2 separate regions of the Hordeum vulgare genome follow, and region 1 is linked to region 2. Evidence: chromatin contacts called from public Hi-C data. All regions are on one chromosome and are shown on one strand. Each heading gives the region's core, a stretch centred on a gene start, on an enhancer-like site or on the middle of the called end of the contact. The rest is flanking DNA. Distances are from core to core; before and after follow the strand shown.

What was found. A called contact is a pair of places that touch in the nucleus more often than the background predicts.
Region 1: a contact with region 2 is called in a Hi-C map of leaf, with 2.8 times the contacts expected there. The contact joins the promoter of LOC123445940 here to the promoter of LOC123445898 in region 2. A contact is called at or near these places in 1 of 6 Hi-C or Micro-C datasets (leaf) and 1 of 1 datasets of contacts at active chromatin or transcription factors (embryo).

The regions. Positions count from the first base shown.
Region 1 is chr1H:467,994,501-467,997,862 of MorexV3_pseudomolecules_assembly, reverse strand. It overlaps LOC123445940, which reads right to left and starts at 1,706. Exons shown (of 2, transcript XM_045122820.1): 1 at 1,441-1,706; 2 at 908-1,309. The coding sequence starts at 1,596. The coding sequence ends at 1,217.
Region 2 is chr1H:467,802,886-467,805,916 of MorexV3_pseudomolecules_assembly, reverse strand. LOC123445898 (glycerol-3-phosphate 2-O-acyltransferase 6-like) reads left to right here and starts at 1,435. Exons shown (of 3, transcript XM_045122817.1): 1 at 1,435-2,569. The coding sequence starts at 1,955.

The sequences.
Region 1 (3,362 bases), core at 457-2,956, 190 kb before region 2:
TGCAATGATATTGATATCATCTGCTGGAGTCCTAGAACATGTCTTGTTGTTTTGCCACAATATATTGTAAAGTTCTTCAAGACAACATGAAGAAATGAAAAGGTTGGATTGCTCGACAGGAGCTGCGGGGAGATGGACAGCGGTGAAAGAAGTACCCAGACAGATGCAACTCGTGAATTTGTTTTTCTTAAGTTACCTTGCTGCCATGTACTCTCTCCGTAAACAAATGTAAGATGTTCTAACTCTTCTCTGACTCGAATATACAAAGACGCATTTTGGTGTAGTTCATATGTGGTCTTCTTTTGGTCTACAGAGGGATACACATTAGTTTCAACTGCTATTGTTGTGTAACTTTTAGCCTTTAGGTCCAGAGAAAAACTTTTGTGTACGGGTTTTTATTTCAAAAAACAAACTCCCTCCATCCCAAAATAAGTGTCTCAACTTTAAACTAACTCTAGTACAAAATTGTACTCCCTCCGTTCCTAAATATAAGACCTTTTAGAGATTACACTATGGAATATATACGGATGTATATAGACATATTTTAGAGTATAGATTCACTCATTTTACTCCGTATGTAGTCTATAGCGTAATCTCTAGAAGGTCTTATATTTAGGAACGAAGGGAGTATTAAGTTTGAGACATTTATTTTGGGACGGAGGAAATATAAACTAAAATTGTTTGGAGTGGTTAATCTTTATCTACAGGTCTGTGAGGACTGAAAGATAATGTCTCATTGCCAAATTAAACGCAGCAATCAAAGGCCAGTTCAGCATCCAGCCAGTAATTATTACCATCTATCCAGGGAATAATTTTACTGAGCCCTCTGATCTGTGCAACAGAGAGAGGATACAGAGAAGACCAACCACAAACAAATCAGACAAGACATGAGAATGGCAAGTTTGGGTATCACACAACAAATCAGGTACAGAACTAGTAATAGACTCATCACATGATACCTGAAGGTTCCAATTCAACCGCCCCACTCAACAATCAGGAAAAAGAAGAAGAAATCAAAAGCCTCAGTTTGTCCTAGCAAAATTATGGCAACATGTTCGCCGCCAGTCGCCGAATTAGACAGTGTAGCAGCTAGCCTCTTCTCGCGAATCGCATCGCACGAAGAGGATGATACGAAAAGAATCCGTTAAGAAACAGGGTCGATTATAGTAGTATGTGGGTGTCACCCGGCCGATGAAGGGTCGGTCCACCGGCGATTTCAGCGGTGCGCCGTGACGAGCGTCTCGATGAACCGCAGCCCGTCGAACCTCGGCGCGAACCTGTCGTCCCGGCCGCCCGACGACGAGGATCCCTGCGGAAAGCAGCGCGAGGGACAAGGCAGGTCAAGGCGCCGTCGTGATCCCGAATCAAAATCGCAGACGAAGAAGGTCACTCGGGAGGGGGAGGAAGGGAGGGAGAAAAGAGTGATCCGCGAGGAGGAACCTGCTGCCGGAGGAGGAACCGGTCGCATCTGCCGACGACGGCGAGGGCGGTCGCCGGCGCCGTCGGGGCGCGGTCCTCGCACGCTAGGAGCTCGGCGCCGGAGGCCACGGCGACGGCGGCCGCGGACGCGACGGCGGCTGCGAGCCCCCACATCATCGTCGATCCACTTTCCCCCTCCTCCTCTGGCGGCTGGCTGGCACGGGGGAGAGGGGCGTGAACGCTGGCGTCACGCTGGAATCTCTTTGGCGGGCTGGAACGGGAAGGAACCGTGCCGACGGCTAGCCGCGTAGTATTTTTATATGGCCGTGGGATGGTTGCGGGCAGTTTCGCCTTTGCTGCTGGGCTTTTCTTGTTCCGGGCTGCTTCCTCGCTCCAGTACAATATTTTTGGTCTTTGTGTCTGTTATGTACAGCGTGAAGATGCTGTTTTAGGCCGCTGGCTATTGTTATGCCAGCAATAGACAATAGTCAATATAATAACCAACACTTATAGTACTTTCTCCTAGTGGTACTCTTAGTATTAAAATGTAAGACTTTTTTAGTAAAATGTAAGGGAGTACTTTCTTACTATTAAAATGCAAGACTTTTCCCCTCAAAAAGTTTACGTTCTAAGACAGGGAAAGCCACGAAAAAATTACTACTTTAGTAACATATGACTCACCTCACACTCTTATTTTTCAGAATCCATGTTATAGCTGGTTGTAAATTTACATTCCGCTTCTCTTCTCACTCCTCTTCATTCTCTTCGAACTCTATAAAGATATATTATCTCGTCCTATAAAATTGTCTTGATTTTCTTTACACAGATATATTAAAATGAATCTAGATACGGATGTATCCAGATAAATCCAAAACAAGTACTTCCTCTGTTCGAAATTACTTGTTGTACAAGATAAAAACAAATGTATTTAAAATTTAAATATGATTATATACATCATTTTTGCGATAATTAATTCCGGACGGAGGGAGTAATTTGGGACGAAGGGAGAAAATTTTTAATCCGCATAGTCCGCTTATATTATCTTTTTATACTTGCACTACTCCAGGAGAACCTCTGGTTCTGAAGCATTTTTTTTACTAGATGTGCAGTACTAGGGCCGGCACATACAATTTTTTATTCGTGCTCGGTCACCCAGGGATTGGTTGTGTTCGTTTCTTCTGCAATTTTTTTGTTTCGTTTTTTTTTTTGTTTCTTCACCGGTTTTCTTCATTTCCTTTTGTTTTTCTTCATTTTCACCGGATTTATTCATTTCTTTCATGATCTTTTCTTTGATTTTCTTTTTTTCTTTCCGATTTCCGTTTGCTTTTTCTTGATTTTCTCCAGTCTTCTTAGTTTTCTTCCTTAGTTTTTGTTCTTATGCATTTCTTTTATTACATTTTACTGGTTTTATTCGTTTCTCTTTGTTTCTTTTTCGTGTTTCATCTGTTCTTTTTTGTTCAACACGCATTCAACTTTCTTTACATCAGAAACATATTTTAGATACATGTTATTTTTTGGAAACCTATGCATTTTATCTCTATTTTTCCATCAAATTATTTTGTTTATAAATAAATTTTTATATGACTTAGAAAAATAAGACTACCATTTTTATAATACATGGTCTACAACTTTCAATAAACCGCAGATATTTTTTTAGTGGCAATAATCATTTTTCCACACCAAGTGTACATTTTTCATACACATCATGGACTTTTATATACATTAGAAACATTTTTCTAAAAATAATTTACCTATCCACATTTATATACTGCGATCAACATTTTAAAATATTCTATTGGGATCAACATTTTAAAATATTGTATTTTTGTATATATTTTTCATATACTCCATCTTTAAACTAATATAAGACCCTTTCTATCACTAGTTGTAAGACCGTCAAGATCACTAGTCTAGTGATCTAAATGGTCTAATATTTGCTTACA
Region 2 (3,031 bases), core at 186-2,685:
CAAATGAGCATAAAAATTCAAAAAAAAATCAAAAAAAATGAAAACCAGTGCACATACTCTTCTTATGCCATATACTAGCAATTTAAGTTGATAAACAAGTACTACATACATTCAAATGAAAAAATTGGACGTATGAAGTGAAGAGAAGTGGTTTGGGGTTTGAAACATGAACCACAACTTCATTTGGAATGACTAAGAAGGATCCAGAGTTAGTTTTCATTTTGATGTTTTAGACTTCTTTAAATGTTGGTCAAAGTTAGGTTTGACCAGAATTCAAATGAGCAAAAAAAGAAGAAGAGAAAACAAACGCACATAGTCTAGTGGCGGCGCAGGTAGTGGCGGCGACGGGACAGAGTGGCGTGGAGTGGCCCGACACCGGCTTTGATTTGGGAATGTTGTTGTACGAATAATGCTACACCTACGGAAAGGTTTTACGGACTGATGTTACGGACATGAACGTGGGCTCGTGCAGTTGGCTAGGGTCAATAAAACCTTTGGAAAACACACATTCTATTTCCACAACATTGCGCCACATCAGTCCGTAGCCTCGGCCCGTAGGAATTTGTCCGTAGACGTAGCATTATTGTTGTTGCACGGTCCTACATGTCAGCTCCGGACCCATGTCCACGCGGTCCCACGTGTAAGATCCGTACCCACTACTACTAACGTCGGCGGACGGAATTGACTCAAAACTGTCCGTTTGACCTTGTCATAATAGTTGCGTACAGACTAGGGGCAAAACTGAGCACGATTCGCAACTGAGGGCAAAACTGAGCAAATGGACACCACTGAAGGCAAAAGGATAATTAACCCTACTTTTTTTAATCTTTACCTAATAATAAAGTGGCTATCGCTTGTGTCGAAATTTCCGCCGAGGCATTTTTACAAAAGAAGTCCCTGTCGTTTGGCTGAATAAACCCGCAGTCCATTGTTTATAGTTGAAAAACGTTTTGTTTTTATAAAATCCCCCCTCCCCATGGTCAGCGTCTTCCTATCCTATCGAAAGGCCACACACACCCACCGCCGGCATCTCAGCTCGGCACGAGGAGGCGGGGTCGAGGAAGGGGCGCGCGGGCGCGAGGAGACGGGGACGAGGATGTGCAGGAGGAGCCGAGGAGGTGAGGGAGCTCCCAACCGGTCGCCGGCTTCGGCGCGGAGGCGACCAGCCGGCCGTCGGTCACTTGAGGCGAGGGAGCTCGGGTCACTTTTTTGGTCAGTCCTATTGGCTTGGACTTTCTTGATACGGCTTTCTTGGTCATTTTTTTGGTCAGTCCTAGTGGCGAAGAGGACGCATCACCCTGTAAATCCAAGCCGTGGTTTTTTACCGTAGGCTTTGCAATTTTTTGGATCTCTGATTGGTACGATTAGCCAAGTAGACACCACTTGATAGGCCAGTAAAGTGAAGCACCACAAAAGGGGGACCTTCTTCACATGCATCTTCCAACCTTGCCTCTGTACCAAGCTTTCATGAGGACCATCTAGCCTCTATATTGAATCCTGCCAGCCGGCCACAGATCTGTTCCGAGCTCAGAACCACACGGACGACCCTGTCCATGAAAAGCTTGTGCCGTGTCGACACCACAGCTATCGCCCGTGCAAATTTTTCAGGGTCGCTGAGATTTATTACCACGTTACAGCCCGTGCCCATTGAATCAACATCCAAATGTACCACACTGATCTTCATGCAAAGTGCTGAATGATCTGACTATTACATTGTGCAGTCGCATCTGAGCTAGCACGCCATAATCAGAACGACAGTGCAAAATTGCTGGTTTGCAATTTAATGGGTTAACGGCCCGGAACACACACCATGCATGTCTGCTGAAATCATTGAAGAACCCGGAGCGCAAGGCATCTCGATCATATATCCACTGCGCTTGCTGCCAGCCCTCTTCGTTCACCATCCTGCTATCCACTTACTGAAAATCTTTTCATCCAAGAACCCAGAAGCGGAATGGTGGCTCCAAGGTTCAGGCCGATCGAGGAGTGCGCCGCGGAAGGGCGGTCGCAGCAGGCTGTCGCCGCCGACCTCGACGGCACGCTCCTGCTGTCCCGGAGCGCGTTCCCCTACTACCTCCTCATCGCGCTCGAGGCCGGCGGCGTGCTCCGCGCGCTCGCCCTCCTCCTGTCCGTGCCGTTCGTGTACCTCACCTACGTCTCCGTGTCCGAGCCGCTGGCCGTGCGCACGTTCGTGTACATCGCCGTGGCCGGCCTGAGGGTGAGGGACATCGAGGCGGTGGCCCGGTCGGTGCTCCCGAGGTTCTACGCCGGCGACGTGCATCCGGAGGGGTGGCGGGTGTTCCGCTCCTTCGGCAGGAGGTGCATCGTCACCGCGAGCCCCCGGGTGATGGTGGAGCCGTTCGCCAGGGCGTTCCTCGGCGCCGACAGGGTCATCGGGACGGAGCTGGAGGTGGACAGGTCTGGGAGGGCGACGGGCTTCGTCGCGCAGCCCGGCGTGCTCGTCAGCGAGCACAAGAAGCAGGCGGTGCTGAGGGAGTTCGGCGACGCGCTGCCGGACGTCGGCATGGGGGACAGGGAGAGTGACTTCGACTTCATGTCCGTCTGCAAGGTATGCATGCTCCAGCGCTCGACTTCTCCATGTTCACTTAAATTAATTCCATTAGCCTTCTCGCCGTACATTTCTCGCGTGTACTTGTGCCGCACCCAGTACAGCTCTGTGACATGTATGGCCGTGGGCACTGAATTTATTTGGCGTACATTGACCACTAATACATTAGTGCAGTACATTATACATTGCTTCCCCATCTACGGAGTAGATCGCAGTCTGCAAATTTCAGGGTCGTGGACGGCAGACATGCAGGCAACAACGTTGCATCCATGGTGCTGCGCGAGCCACGATGCCATGAAAGAGGATTAAGAATGCAATTAGGGAAAAACAAAAAATGTAACACTAAAGGAGATTTTTATTTTTTTGAGGGGAACCCTAAAGGAGAATTAACAATGCGAGAAACACTGTAAAAATGTGCTCAAGGAGTGAGTCATGAGGAAACTCAAGGACCACTTATCGAAT